4 separate regions of the Mus musculus genome follow, and all the other regions are linked to region 1. Evidence: chromatin contacts called from public HiChIP or PLAC-seq data. All regions are on one chromosome and are shown on one strand. Each heading gives the region's core, a stretch centred on a gene start, on an enhancer-like site or on the middle of the called end of the contact. The rest is flanking DNA. Distances are from core to core; before and after follow the strand shown. Region 1 holds the start of Lrrc59 (leucine rich repeat containing 59). Region 2 holds the start of Slc35b1 (solute carrier family 35, member B1). Region 3 holds the start of Utp18 (UTP18 small subunit processome component). Region 4 holds the start of Fam117a (family with sequence similarity 117, member A).

Region 1 (3,463 bases), core at 398-2,897:
TTCCTCATGTGGGGAAGGCATTATTTCAAGAGGTGGGGCTGAGGGTACTACTTCCTCAGGTGGGGCAAACCCTTGAGAATCTGAGGATTCAAAATTCTCAGCTTCAACATGGTCTTCCCACACATCCCCGTCCCATGTTGTAGGATCCCATTCTTTGCCAATTAGAGCCCTTACTTTAACTGTCGACACACTCTGAGGCTGAGACTTGAATTTTCTCTGTAGTTCAGCCAACCTTACAATGAGAGTTTCTGTTTGATTTTCTGCAACTTGAGCTCTATTGCTACAAGAGAGAAGATTCTCCTCAAGGACACACTTAGCAACTTTTAGATCGTTTACTTGTGTCTGGAGCCTTTCGATTTTATCACACAACTCCTTCCTTTCATTCATCATTTTTTCCACAGATACTAAGAGCAGCCAGCCAGTAAAATCATTTTTCGATTTTTTCCCCATCTTGTAGAAAGCTTTGTGCACTGAATCACCTAATTCATTAAGAAAATCAAGGGCATTAGCTTCTTTAAGTTCGGAATATAGTTTCAACCATGGGTCTTCAAAATTCTCTGAGCTCCCAGGAGGGAGAGAATCTGGAGAGGTTTCAATATTTGAAAGTGCTGGTGGATCAACAAGCCAATTCCAGTATTTTAAAAGATTCATCCTTGTACTTCTGTTACTCTAGAACCACTCCTGGTACCAACTTCTGTATTAGTCAGGGTTCTCTAGAGTCACAGAACTTATGGATAATCTCTAAATAGTAAAGGAATTTATTGATGACTTACAGTCGGCAGCCGAATTCCCAACAATTGTTCAGTCGCAGCTGTGAATGGAAGTCCAAGGATCTAGCAGTTACTCAGTCTCACGCAGCAAGCAGGCAAAGGAGCAAGAGCAAGAGCTAGACTCCCTTCTTCCAATGTCCTTATATTGTCTCCAGCAAAAGGTGTAGCCCAGATTAAAGGTGTGTTCCACCACACCTTTAATCCCAGATGAAAGGCATAGCCCAGATTAAAGGTGTGTTCCTTAACTCGGAGATTCAATCTTCTGGAATCCATAGCCACTATGGCTCAAGATCTTCAAACCAAGATCCAGATAAGGATCTCCAAGCCTCCAGATAAGGGTCACTGGTGAGCCTTCCAATTCCGGATTGTAGTTCATTCCAAATATTGTCAAGTTGACAACCAGGAATAGCCACTACAGACAGGTTCTTGCTATGTAGCCCTGCATGGCCTGGAACTTGTTATGTAGACCAGGCAGGCCTCTAATTGGTAGGGATCTTTCATGTGCTGAGATTAAAGGGCTGGAGAGAAGAGGGCTGAAGACTGAAGCCGAAAAGGAAGAGGAAGTTTACAGTAACCGTAAATTCGGAAGAAAGCTAGGAGAAATTTTGGAGGATACCCTCAGAGTTGGCTCCTATTTCAGAGTATAGGGATGATCTTATGAGGGATGCAAACACAGGTCATGGAAAGTGCAGTTTCTGTCCTTTCGGGCTCCAGATGCCTCCGGACTGCCACGTCTAGCAACTCAGCTCCTCCCGGCGGAGGTGGCGCCCCGCAGATGCAGTTTGCCAGCCTGGACGGCAGAGGGCGCGCCGGTACACGCTCGGGCCTCTCTGGCCCAGCCCATCTCAGTGGCCGCGGAAGGTGACGTGGACACGGAAGTGGTCGTCGTCGCGGCGGCACCGGTGGGAGCGGGGCCCTGGGCTGGGAGTGCGGCGGGCGAGCGGACGGGCGGCGGAGGCCTCGCAGCGGCGGCGGAGGCGACGGCGGCTTAAGGCGCAGGCGTGGTCCGTTGGGTGTGAGTCCGCCGAGCCCACGAGCGGCCCCTCATCCCTCTCTCCTGCCCGTCGGAAACCGGGAGCCAGGGACCCGCTTAGCCGGCGTCATCATGACCAAGGCCGGTAGCAAGGGCGGGAACCTCCGCGACAAGCTGGACGGCAATGAGCTGGACCTGAGCCTCAGCGACCTGAATGAAGTCCCCGTCAAGGAGCTGGTCAGTACGACCCCACGAGCCTCGGGAGCCCACCTACTCCTGACGCCGGCCCCACGCGGGCAGGCCCCTCTCTTAAGCCTCAGTTTCCCGTTCTTTAAAAAACTAGGTCTCCTGGGAGGCTGCGGTCGGTCCCAGTATTCTTATTGCGGTGCACACGTGTCACTTTGGCACAGTTCCAGGAGATAGGGTCGCTCTAGCTACCCGATCCTGGGCTTTTTCGGGGCCAGTAATGAATTTGTCCTGGTTTTGGGGAGCTCTCAACAAGGTCCGGCTTCGTGCTGGGCCTTAGAGTGGAAAGCCGCGGGAAGGGTTGCTGGATGTGTTTCGAGGATGAATGAATGACCGGGTCCCGGGAAGTAGGCCTCCAGATAGACCTGGGTGTGGCGCCGAACCCAGCTTTTTCCTGAGAAGCCTGCAATCCCAGCTGGCTTTCGCAGCTTGGGGGCGGCTCTCCTTGAAGAAAGTGAAATCTCTTTGCAGGACTGGCAAAGGTTCTCATCCCAGCTGCTCTGAAACTGTCCGGAATGGCGCCACACCCTCCATCTCCCTCCACTCCCAATCCCATTTGGAAGCCTGAGGCCCTAGGGACAGCACACACTTAATTTGCTGCCAACATAGAGCAACATCCTCGATCAGTGCTTACCCAGCTCTGCGCTCCCTAGCTCTAACGTCTCATGTTAGCTTCACTTTGGATGACCTACACTTTTCTTATTGCCATTAAGGGATTATACTTGGCCTTGGCAATTGGCCGAATCCCCACCCCCACCCCCTTTGTGGCTGTGTAGTATGGTGGTTTGAATGGCATGCCCAGTTCACTTCCCAGCTCCCGTTGCTCAATAGCTCGATGTCCTTGGCAAGCTAACCAGCCAACCTTTGTGTCTAGATTTCCTCATTTGTAAGATGGTGTTAATGGTTCTGGTCTCGTACACTTAGGGGGGTTAAAATCATAAGACAAGCCGGGCCTGGTGGGGACGCCTTTAATCCCAGAGCTCGGGAGGCAGAGGCAGGTGGATTTCTGAGTTTGAGGCCAGCCTGGTCTACAGAGTGAGTTCCAGGACAGCCAGGGCTATACAGAGAAACCCTGTCTAGAAAAACCAAAAAAAAAAAAAAAAAAAAATCATAAGACAAAGAATTGGAAGGTAGCTGGTGTTTTCCCTGCTCTGGTACCCGGAACTTCTTTACACGTAAAGTGGTCAGACGTACCTCTGAGATTTGGACCTGGGACCCTTGACTGCATGTCCACCGTCCTTCTCCAGAAGACGGCCACATGTACTTGAGCCTGGCCCGAGGAAAGCTATCTGGAACCCCTTCACCACAGGCATGTGGTCATTATAGTGCTGTCCTTGGGGTGAAGAAAGGGTCGGTTCTGCAGAGCCTCTCTAGTCCTGGACACCACTGAGAACTAGAGACGGGCTATGAGGGCCTTCTCTCTTGTTCTGTAGCCAGGGCCCTCCCCAGAGCAGGTACTCAGTACCAACACATG
Region 2 (3,463 bases), core at 277-2,776, 760 kb after region 1:
CCAGAAGGAGACACCAGGAAAGGGACAGACCCTATTTTCTCTTAGTCCTCCTAGCCTTGAAAGATGTCTGGCTTGTCCCCAAAGCCTTAGTGAGTCAGGTCCCCAGTGATGGGTGTGGTGCTGCCTGCCTTTCCTTCCTTTGCCTGAGGACGTGCCAAAGGAGCAAGCCTGCTTAGAGGAAAGCAACCCAAGACCCACAACTGCTTGACAATTGGGACTGTTATTAGGTAGGGGACTTGGTGACCTGGTGTTAAGTCTTGCTTTTGCAATTCTAGCAAAGCAGGTGAAGACCCAACTGTTAAATCAGGGAGAAGTCCATGGATGAGACCAAAAATAGGAAGAGGTGTGGTGTGGTGTGGTGTGGTGTGGTGTGTGTGTGTGTGTGTGTGTGTTGCTTCATTGGAGAGTTGGAAGGTCTTGAAGAAAATTTACTTAAGAAGTTGGAAGGGAGCCAGGCAGTGGTGGCGCACTCCTTTAATCCCAGCACTTGGGAGGCTGAGGCAGGCAGATTTCTGAGTTCGAGGTCAGCCAGGTCTACAGAGTGAGTTCCAGGACAGCCAGGGCTACACAGAGAAACCTGTCTCGAAAAACCAAAAAAAAAAAAAAAAAAAAAAAAACACTCGGAAGGGAGGTAAAGAGAAAAGGATTGTAAATTCAACATTATTCTACATAGCAGATTCGAGGACAGCCTGCGCTACATGTGATTATGTCTTTTGTTGTTTTTTAAAAGGCATTTCAATAAATTGAATTTTTCACCTCGAAGAGGTGAGGAAATACGATTAGAGTTGAGAAAATATGATGACTAATACTCCAAACTTGCACAGCACACTTAACAGTTTATAAAACACTTTGGTAAACCTTAGCTCATTTAATCCTCACACCGTTCAATGAGTGACAGGGTGGTTATTACTAATTACCCCTCGTTTGCAGAGCGAGAAAACTGTAGCTCGGAATTTAAGCAACACGTGATGTGCTGCCTCTAAGTGATAAGAGCCCTGACCTATCACAGAGCCTGCCCGGTGGCTCCCTGCCCAAAGAAGAGGACCTGGACTTCTTAGCCAGGTCTTGAACACAGGGTAGACAGGGTTGGAGTCGCTAACGTTGGGCAGCGGCTAGAGGGCGCTACGGCTCTATGAAGCGTTCTTGGCGTTAGGACCCAGCCGAGGCCTGACAGCCAACTGCAAAAAAAAAAAAAAGCCTTTAATTCTCTTCTGGCCTCACCGCCTCTTTCTCCGCCCATCTGTCTATTTTCGCTCTGCGGAGCCAATTGATAACATCCACATACTTATACGTCATCACTATACGCCGCGTAATCGCCTAGGCCTCCCCACCGAGCTCCAGCTTGTAGATGTCCTCGGCGTTGCCTGATCGGAAAAACCTAAAAGAGGAGACAATAACCTCGATATGGCTGGCTTTCCTGGCCACCAGGAATGGAGCCAAGATCTTAAAGCCTTCCTTCTTTCCTAGAACGCTCCTGCCGGGGCAGGAGGCATTTCCCTCTCGGAAGCTCTGAGCTGGCATATCTGGAGGTAGCTGCTCCGGCCTACGAGCCGGCGGTCGCACGCAGCTCCTATGAGGTCCCTGCCGCCGGCCGGCGATGTCCGCCTGGAGCTTTCGCCTTCGCCGCCGGTACCGCTACCTGCTCTGAACGGATCTTCGGCCGACTCGTCCGTGCGTCTCATGGCCGCTAGTAGATCCCTGGTGCCTGATCGGCTGCGCCTGCCGCTCTGCTTCTTGGGTGTCTTTGTCTGCTATTTCTACTATGGGATCCTGCAGGAGAAGATGTGAGCAGACCCTTGAGGGGGCAGGACTCCTAGCATCCCCCAGCCAGGGCCGGAATTCAGTCTCCACCATCCATTTTACGGTCTAGTCTTCAGGCTTCCTGTGTCTGGTACAGGGTTTTCTCTTCTCCGGCTCGGCCCTCTGACCTTTTTTTGCACCCTGCTATTATACATTGCTAGCTGAGCATCCTTGTAATTCTAAAATTTCAGGGCCGGCCTCTGGAGTTTTAGAACGCGATTTTTTTTTTCCCTTTAGATATTTTTACTTTTGTTGATTCCAAGAGTGCTCCGTGACCTGAGCCAGGTCTTATTTTATTTTATTTTTAGAAAGCCCCGAGGTGTTTGCAGACCGTTAATCTTCTTGCTCTGGGTCTTGCCTTTTTTTTTTTTTTTTCTCCTACGGGGGATACTTTTGTTCAGCTGTCTTGACTTTTTTTTTTTCTCCTACCTGTGTCCTTTACGGATATTTTTTCCTTAGGCTATGGTAGCAGTAGGTTGGCGTCTACTGTTTAGACTTAGTTTTTAGGCTTAAATCAAATCGTCTCCTTTGGGTAAATGAGCTCAGTAATCCTTCCTAACTCTAACTACACCCACAAAAGCATGATACTTCCAAAGCTCTCAGTGGATCTGAACATACTTGATGCCACCGAGTAGCACACACTAATTGCTTTTTTATGTGTTTCGTCTTAGCACAAGAGGGAAGTATGGAGAAGGACCCAAACAGGAGACATTCACCTTTGCCTTAACTTTGGTTTTCATCCAGTGTGTGATCAATGCTATGTTTGCCAAGATCTGTGAGTACCTCATAGTAATTTGTTGGGCTCACTCTCCTTCCTCCCATATTCTGGGCATAGACGTGGATTCATCTTTAAAAATCAAAGTTTTCCCTACCTCCACACCCTTGAGTATTTAAACAGCTTCTCTACAGACTGTAAAACCAATGGCTGTGAAATGAGATTAAAATATTAGGCCTCTAAATTATACCAACTTTTTAGTTGGAGACGACTGGGCCGTCTATATTCCAAATCCCCATTGAAAGCCCTTAGAACATTTTCCCCTTTATCCCTTTGACTTCGCTTTGTGTGTCAGCTTCAAACATGTCTTTGTTCCTGTCAGTAGAGTTAAGCCATCCTTTCTTGAACTCAGTGAATCTCTCCCTCCACTCAGCATGTGGTTGTGTTAGGCTTAAGGGGAACTGGGACGATGAATAATTTTCAGAGATTTCCCAGCTTAAGAGGATAGAAATAGCGGTCTTACTTGACAGGCAAGTTCCTTTCCTATGGCCTCAACTTTTTGCTTAGTGGTCCATCCTTGCCCCACCGGGTTTCTCTTGTATGTTTTGTTTGTTTTTGTTTTATTTTTTGTCTTCTCCCAGTGATCCAGTTTTTTGACACTGCCAGGGTGGATCGCACTCGGACCTGGCTCTATGCTGCCTGTTCTGTCTCCTATGTGGGTGCCATGGTCTCCAGCAACTCAGCCCTGCAGTTTGTCAACTATCCAACTCAGGTGAAACCTCAGGGTGAGATGAGAGTTGGCTCAGAAATTGTGTGGACAGGACTAAGGGGATCTTCCCTCCTCTTCCCCTCAGGTCTGTGACTTAAAGGAAACAATCCTAGAAGGCTAGGGAGTGAGCTCAGTTAGTAGAGCTGGCTTAGCATGCGTGAAGACCTGGGTTCCATCCC
Region 3 (3,463 bases), core at 454-2,953, 740 kb before region 1:
AGGGTAAAAGGTAAGCCGCCGGCAGGTAAAGAGCAAGCATCAAAGCCCAACAGTTACAGAGCCCGGGGCCTACTAGAATCCCACACAACATAGGCTGTGTCTCATAGCCTCATGAGGAGTATCTCTTGTTCTATGTGCTCCATCTCCACCTTCTTCAAACTTTATACCACACCCACACACTCGAAACCTAAACCTAGCACTCAAAAAAAAAAAAAAAAAAAAAAAAAACCCTTCAAATGATCTGAGCTTTCTCCCAACCTACAGGGCAGTGTCCAAGGAGCCAACTGCAGTATCCACCAGCACTGCTGATTTAAGATCTTTCAAAGCCCATCAAGTGAGTCCTTTGGATACAGAACTGTCCCACAGCTCTTAACATAACTGGTCTCCACCTCCCAAAGAAGGCTGCTGCAGCTCTCCATCAAAGCACCCACACAAAGGGTGAACTAAGCAAATGCTGATATTCCCATTGAGTCAGTCAGCTTACCCTATCTAAAAGACGTCTTCACATATATTTAAATCCCTTTCTCAAATGTTTTCATTTTCCTCTCCACCAACATACTTTAACTTTACTAGTCTTGTCTCTTTTATCTTGCTTTTTTACCACTACTAACACAAGTTCCAAGAGGGGTTCTTGTGGGATTCCTCCACTGCTGTGTCTCTACCCTTAGTCCAGGGACCAGGTATAGAACAAAAATAATAGCGCAAAGAGCATCAATCAGGAAGGATTTGCAATTGTTACAAGAGCTAGCAACCAAAGAAAGGTTAGAGATGAATACACACTGATCGTTCTCAAAAGCTGGGCGTGGGTATCACCCCGCGATGTTATTAAAATGCAGCTTTACGCCTTCTGCCCACGTATTGGTTCCATCCACTACGCGGAGTCGCGACAGGTGATCAAACGGTCACCCCTGTGGTTCCAGCAGAGGGTGTAAGAGCCCGAAGATGAGCGACTCTACTTTGCAGACATCCTTTGGCAAACCAAGCCGACAGTTGAGCGCCTGCTGGATGCGAAGCGCCGCAGCCCCTTTGGGGCGGAGAAAGGCAGCGTCCCCGCCCTCGCCAGCCAGCAGCCCAGAACCCGAGGCGAAAGAGCCGGACGGCGCCCCTCGGCGCCCGCGGTCGCCGGTCCCTCCCACCTGAGCACTCGCCGCCACAGGTCCCCCCCACCTCCAGGCTCCGCCCCCGGGGCCTCGCCTCCCGCCGCGCGCCCCGCCAGAGCGTGTGCCCGCTCGGCAGGCAGGCAGGCGGGCAGGCAGGCAGGCCTTCCTCACCCGCGAGCTCCGCAGCCGCTGCAGCAGCGCGTCCTCGTCGTCCTCGACATCGCCGAAGACGAGCTGCTCCAGGCAACGCTCGGCGGCCGGCTTATCGTCCTCTAGCGTCAGGCGGTTCCGCTGCCGGAGCCGGCTCTCCTCCTCCTCTGCCGCCGCCGCCGCGGATCCCGCGCTAGGGGCCGCCCTCGGCTCGGCCGGCTGTGTCCGTTGGGATGAACGGGCGGCCTTTGCGGGCGTGCTGCCGCTCCCGGGTCTGGCTTTCCTCCCCGGCGTTGCGCCGGCTCTCCGGTCTCGTCTCGTCCGGCTCTTGCGTTCGGGCGGCATCCTCAGGGCTGAGGGGAAAACGCCGACGTTCACGTGGAGTACCACTGCGCATGTGCCGGGGCGGCTCGCTCTTCTCCTCGGCCCGGCCCCGGGGAGCCGGAAGGAGTCTGCGCCGCCGCAAGCCACGTGACCGGCGCTCGCGCGCTACGTCACTCCCACTCCGTCCGGCGGCCCCGCCCCATGTGGGAGTTCCTCAGGGAAGGCCGATCTTCCGGGTGGAGGGGGAAGCGGCGTGACTGGAGTGGAAATTTTTCCCAACACAACTTCTCGGAGGCAACATATTGGAAGGGACTCGGGGAGGCCGGAGTCCAAATGGAAGTGGCTGAAAGAAACTTCTCGCCCTGCTGATTCTGAGCCCCGCGTCGTGCCGCGCGCCCTCAATTACCTCATCGACTTGTGGTCTTGGTACGGTCCTTAGAGTACGGCGCCTGCCGAGGGTCCCACGCTGGAGGGGAGAGAGGAGGGTACGTGGGGGAAGTGGGCCAATCGGGGCGCGGGTCACGGCGCAGGCGCGCTGGGGAGGGAGGGCTATGCTAATGTTGTTGATATCCTGGGGCCACCCGAGTTAAAAGGGGGGAAATCCGGGGGCTGCCACTGCTGTCGCTGGCCCTGGCCCAGCCGGGGGTCCCCCCTGTAGTCGCCGCAGTCCCGGGGAGAGGCACCGGCCCCCTGCTCGCGGGGGGGGAGGGGGCGCCGCGGGCTCGGGGAGCACGGACGGCCCCTACCCATGAGGCCCTGATGGAAAACACAAAGGATCTGGTGAGAGCCGAGCGCAGCGGCCGCTTTGTGTGCCAGGTTTGAGGGGGGGGGGCACGCCTGCGGCTGCCCGGCCCCCGGAACGCCGCAGCTCGGGGACCCCACTCGCGGGCCTGCTTCTTCATCCCACGCCCCCTCCGTCTCCGGAGCTCCCCTCCCCCTACTGGCCGTTAAACGTTCAGGGGTTCCCCTCCCCCCCTCAACCCCTGACTTAGGGTTCTCTTAGGGAGAAAAAAAAACATAAGAAAGTTTTTCCTCTGCTCCCTCCCAACCCCGTTCTGCTTGAAGGGAAAGATTAGATAGGAGACTTTGCCTTTTTTAGCTGCCAAGGGTGGGAGAGTGGTTTCTCGGGGGTGTGGGGGCAGGAGCATACAGAGTTTCGGGGCTTGGCTGGAGACGGAGCCCACCATTGTAGAGCCAGCGCCGAGAGGCATTTTGCACGTGGAGGTGCTGATACTGAAAGGGGGCGGGGTGGGCACGTGTGGGAGGGAGACGTAGGAGTGGTATCGGGGAGTCAGCCGCCAAGGCTGCTACTTGAGGGTTCCAAGTCAGTGGGCTTCCACCATCCGTACGTTCTCCTTTGTGAAAAAGAAATCCTGACATTTCAGAGTCGGAAGAGACACTAGAAGTCACCCAAAGCAGCCCAGCTTCTGACGAGTGGTAGGTAGTCTGACCTCTACTTAACCCTACATCCATATACCACGCACTGCAGCCTAGGAAAGCACCTTCGGTTTCTTTCAGTCTCTGATATTCACTTGCCTGCCCTTATTAGACCCTTCAGTCTCATTCATGTCGTGTCCTGGTTAAGTTGCTCCCTTTTTTACTTCTCAAATTTGTTCTCACATCCTCCTCACCCACCCACTGCTCATTGGCCTATATTTTGTATGCCAGGAAAGAACATCAGGGAAGTGGAGGGAGGGGGATGGGGAGAGTAAAGAGATGGTAAGGGCCAACTGAAAACTTTGCTGGGTCGGTATCAAGTGTGCTGCTTCCATGACTAAAGATGGTTGAAACTATTCCCTGGGAAGCCAGGGAACTGCTATGTGGGGGTTTCATGACTGTTTCACAAGTAGTCCTCTTTGCGATGAGGACATTTTTAACACCATATCCTT
Region 4 (3,463 bases), core at 549-3,048, 710 kb after region 1:
TGTGAGACCCAGGGGTGGAATACGCCTTGATAAAGGCAGAGATCTGAAGTGTATGAGAATGTTGAGCTAATTGAAATTGAGAATTCAATCTGCTTCCCTCATTTCCCTCCATAGCCGGAATCAAACCTAAAGCTTTGAGCATTCCAGGCAGGTATTGGCCCACTGACCTCCATCCCCAGCCATCAGATGTACTTTTTAAAGCTGAGCTAGCCTGAGAATGGCTGAGTTTTAATTCCAACCACCAGGTCTTATTCATCCCTATCAGGCATTTAGTAAGACTGTCGTCCTCATGGAAAAAAAAGAGTACTATTTTCTTCCATCACAAACAATCTATATGTCAGAGCTTGAAGCAAATCGTTCAAACATGAAAGTAGTGTCTTTGCAGAGAAAAATCTTTTCACAGTATGTTCCTTTGCCTCCATGTTCTGTGTTCTGGTCTGATTTTAATATTCAGCCAACTGTTGCATTCCCACTCTGAGCGTTATCTGCTTTCAGTATTGGATCCCAAGGTACTCTCGCAGCACGCACACCCAGTTTACTCCCTTTCCTCTGATTAGTAAGTGTGGCTTCAAGGGAATACCTTTAAAAAAAATACTAAACTCGGTAGAGACTGAAATAGAAAGACAAATCGGTAGCAAGGTCAAAATTAGAATTCATAACTAAATATAAATCTAGAGGGAATTATCCAATTACTTGGATGGTCCCTTCTCACAGACAGTCCAGCGTTAATTGGCTCTGTTTCTTTTCCATATATAGAACAAAGTAGCAAGAGTAATGGATTTTTTTTTTTTGAGATGCATTGTTTTAATAGTATCTTAAATACTGCTTTTTCTTTTTTCCGAAAATGTGTTCACATATACATAGCATATAATTTTCACAGCTTGCCAGTATTCTCTTTGGGGACCATCTGGTCTTTGACTTGTAGGTCAGAGAGCAACTGAGCTGGAAAGACAAAGATTTCCTAGTGGAGTCACTATCAAACTTGATCAGATTTATCATTTACTTTGTTTTGCTAGGTACACTTACAATGGATGGTTCTGAAGGGAAATTCCCAGCTCCCTTTTAAAGGCTCAAGTTAATTTACAGACTAACAGCTGTTTTTATTGAGATTGGACCAGCTTCAGGAAGGGACTTGGAAACGTAGAAGACAAATGAGTGTCATGTGAGGCGAGGTAGCCATTAAATGTACGAATTTAATGCAAAGCTCATGCAAATGATAGGCAAACCTTCTATAAATTTATCGAATCTCAGTTTGGAGTTTGTCAGCTGCAGTGAAATCTCATGAGAATTGAAAACTAATGTTTTTTAGTTAAACTAAATGTAATGGCTTTTGAAGTTAGGCATTCTCAGTCCCATTGAAACTGCTTAGAGTTTGACACTACCACCTTTAAAGATTTCAGTAGTGTTTGATTCCAGTCCACATCCAGCCCCGCCCCCTGCACAGCCTGACATCACATGGCATATATTTGCATACTACCTGGGACTGGGTGTGACGATCCTCCCCTTTGAACCTTCTCATTGGCAGTGCTGAAGAACCAGCCCTCTACTGGAAGGTCCAATCGGCAGCCTTAAGGACATTAAAAAAAAAAAAAAAAAAGAAAAGAAGAAAATCAGGAGGGTGGGGGTCTTGACTTGATGGCTGAGCACATGGACCAATCATCCTCGGAAACAGAAGAGCCCCGCCATGGATTGGTTGAGGGGGAGGTCCTGGGACTCTGTAGGCCAATTAGAACTCTGGGCCGAGGGGGCCGGTCCGCGCCCGTAGGGCAGATAAGTAGCGGCCGCGGGGGTTGGGGGCAGTGTGGGGCTCGCCGTGGGGGTGAGGCGGCAGGTAGCCGGGTGGGCCATGTCCGGGGCCGCAGCGGGCGGCCGAGGCGGAGGTTCCTGGGGGCCGGGGCGCGGAGGGGCGGGGGGTCTCCGGCGGGGCTGCTCTCCACCGGCGCCCGCTGGCTCCCCCCGGGTCGGTCTGCAGCCACTCAGGGCTACGGTCCCCTTCCAGCTGCAGCAGCCTCACCAGCGCCGGGACGGGGGTGGCCGCGCAGGTGAGCCGGGTCCGGAGCGGGTGCTGGGGCGACGGGCTGGAGAGTACTAGAAGTAGATGGGAGGTGAGAGAAGAGAAAAAGGGGCGCTCAGAGTTCGCGAGGGCGGAGGGAGCGAAGGCGAGCAGCTGCGAACCTGCGGTGCAACTCCGGGACGGGGTGCCGGGTGCATGGGCCGGGGACCAGAGGGGAGGGACCTGGCAGATGGAAGCTAGCTTTGGGGGGGCGTAACCGAAAAGTGGTCCGAAGTGTCCGCCCGGGCGGTGTGAGAAGTGCTAGAGTGCGTGCAAGGAGTGTTGTGGGCGTCCGGAGTCGAGGGCTTCACTGGGAGCCAGAACCGGTGGGCGCTGGACGCCTGCTCAGTGAGGGGGAGGGGCATGGAAGAGAGCCGGGTGGAGCCATGTGTTACTTCTCCTGCTTGAGTTTGGCCCCAGCGTCTCTCTCTATGGCTCTCGAGTTCCTTTCTTCACCACTTCACGTGCGCTTTCACATTATGCTTCTTCCAGGAGATGATTTGAACTCAGCCCGTTGGAATAAGTTAGTTTAACGGCTTTTACTTCGGTGCAAACATACCTCTGTTACCGATTTTCTACATTCCTCTCGGGGTAGCCCCGAAGTTGAATGTTCCCATATCTCTGACTTGCTTAACATGGCTGTCTCTTTCCAGTTATTCTGTGCGTGTGTGCTTATGTACAGGAGTTGGGCAGTTTGCATCCTACTTCTTGCCTCCTCCGAAGGTGTTTTGCCCTGAGCATTCCCAGCCAACGTGGCAGTGGAGTGCTTACAATCAAGTATGCTGTGTTAAATACCCCACTTTCTGAACAGCGCCGAAGCAGTTTCTTAATAGCAGCTTGATGTGGTGGGTGTGGGGAAACTAGGGTGGAGCAAATTTAACCTTGCTTTCACACTTAAGGCTGTGATGGGACCCACAATTGCAGGCCCTTTGGAACGGAAAGGGAACCTACTTGCATGAGGAGGTTGGCAGTAAGTTAAAAGTGAAGTTTGCGTTTGATTCACACCAGATGTGAAAGGATCATTGCACACTTCCTAAGTCTAAGTTTGTACCAAATGTACAGAAGCTATGGTCCCTGCCATCCTACTGTGACAGTCCCTACACCAGTCTCTTGTGCTTTCTGCAGATGACTAAGCTTGGACATTGCATATCCTCTTCCTGAAGGTATTCTGTTACAGGAGTCTTGCTAGATAGGAATGGGATTCATCGGGTCTTTGAGGTAGAAAGCCAAGTCTATTTGGACCTCACTGTATGTGCTAGTATCACATTCTGGAACGCAGAACTTGATCAAATCTGGTAGCAAGATGGTGACCAAGTAGTCAAAGTATGTGTAGAATCTGGTGGTATAGAAGAAGGCAATGCCCAGACAAACTCGTGCCTATCGTCAACTATAAAGCAAACCACAAGACTA

Evidence for each region. HiChIP or PLAC-seq counts read pairs in DNA pulled down with a chosen protein or histone mark.
Region 2: a contact with region 1 is called in an H3K4me3 HiChIP or PLAC-seq map of bone marrow-derived macrophages, with 4 times the contacts expected there. The contact joins the promoter of Slc35b1 here to the promoter of Lrrc59 in region 1.
Region 3: a contact with region 1 is called in an H3K27ac HiChIP or PLAC-seq map of microglia, with 4 times the contacts expected there. The contact joins the promoter of Utp18 here to the promoter of Lrrc59 in region 1. A contact is called at or near these places in 3 of 115 datasets of contacts at active chromatin or transcription factors (bone marrow-derived macrophages, embryonic stem cells and microglia).
Region 4: an H3K4me3 HiChIP or PLAC-seq map of bone marrow-derived macrophages shows a contact between it and region 1, with 3 times the contacts expected there. The contact joins the promoter of Fam117a here to the promoter of Lrrc59 in region 1. A contact is called at or near these places in 1 of 39 promoter capture datasets (liver) and 1 of 115 datasets of contacts at active chromatin or transcription factors (bone marrow-derived macrophages).

The regions. Positions count from the first base shown.
Region 1 is chr11:94,628,130-94,631,592 of GRCm38.p6, forward strand. It overlaps Lrrc59 (leucine rich repeat containing 59), which reads left to right and starts at 1,648. Exons shown (of 7, transcript NM_133807.2): 1 at 1,648-1,980. The coding sequence starts at 1,876.
Region 2 is chr11:95,383,330-95,386,792 of GRCm38.p6, forward strand. It overlaps Slc35b1 (solute carrier family 35, member B1), which reads left to right and starts at 1,527. Exons shown (of 9, transcript NM_016752.3): 1 at 1,527-1,784; 2 at 2,472-2,575; 3 at 3,157-3,287. The coding sequence starts at 1,681.
Region 3 is chr11:93,884,063-93,887,525 of GRCm38.p6, forward strand. Utp18 (UTP18 small subunit processome component) reads right to left here and starts at 1,704. Exons shown (of 14, transcript NM_001013375.1): 1 at 1,272-1,704. The coding sequence starts at 1,595. It overlaps Mbtd1 (mbt domain containing 1), which reads left to right and starts at 2,109. Exons shown (of 16, transcript NM_134012.4): 1 at 2,109-2,354. RefSeq lists enhancers at 1,706-1,738, 1,933-1,975, 1,988-2,021 and a cis regulatory region at 1,719-1,726.
Region 4 is chr11:95,335,220-95,338,682 of GRCm38.p6, forward strand. Fam117a (family with sequence similarity 117, member A) reads left to right here and starts at 1,799. Exons shown (of 8, transcript NM_172543.4): 1 at 1,799-2,042. The coding sequence starts at 1,847.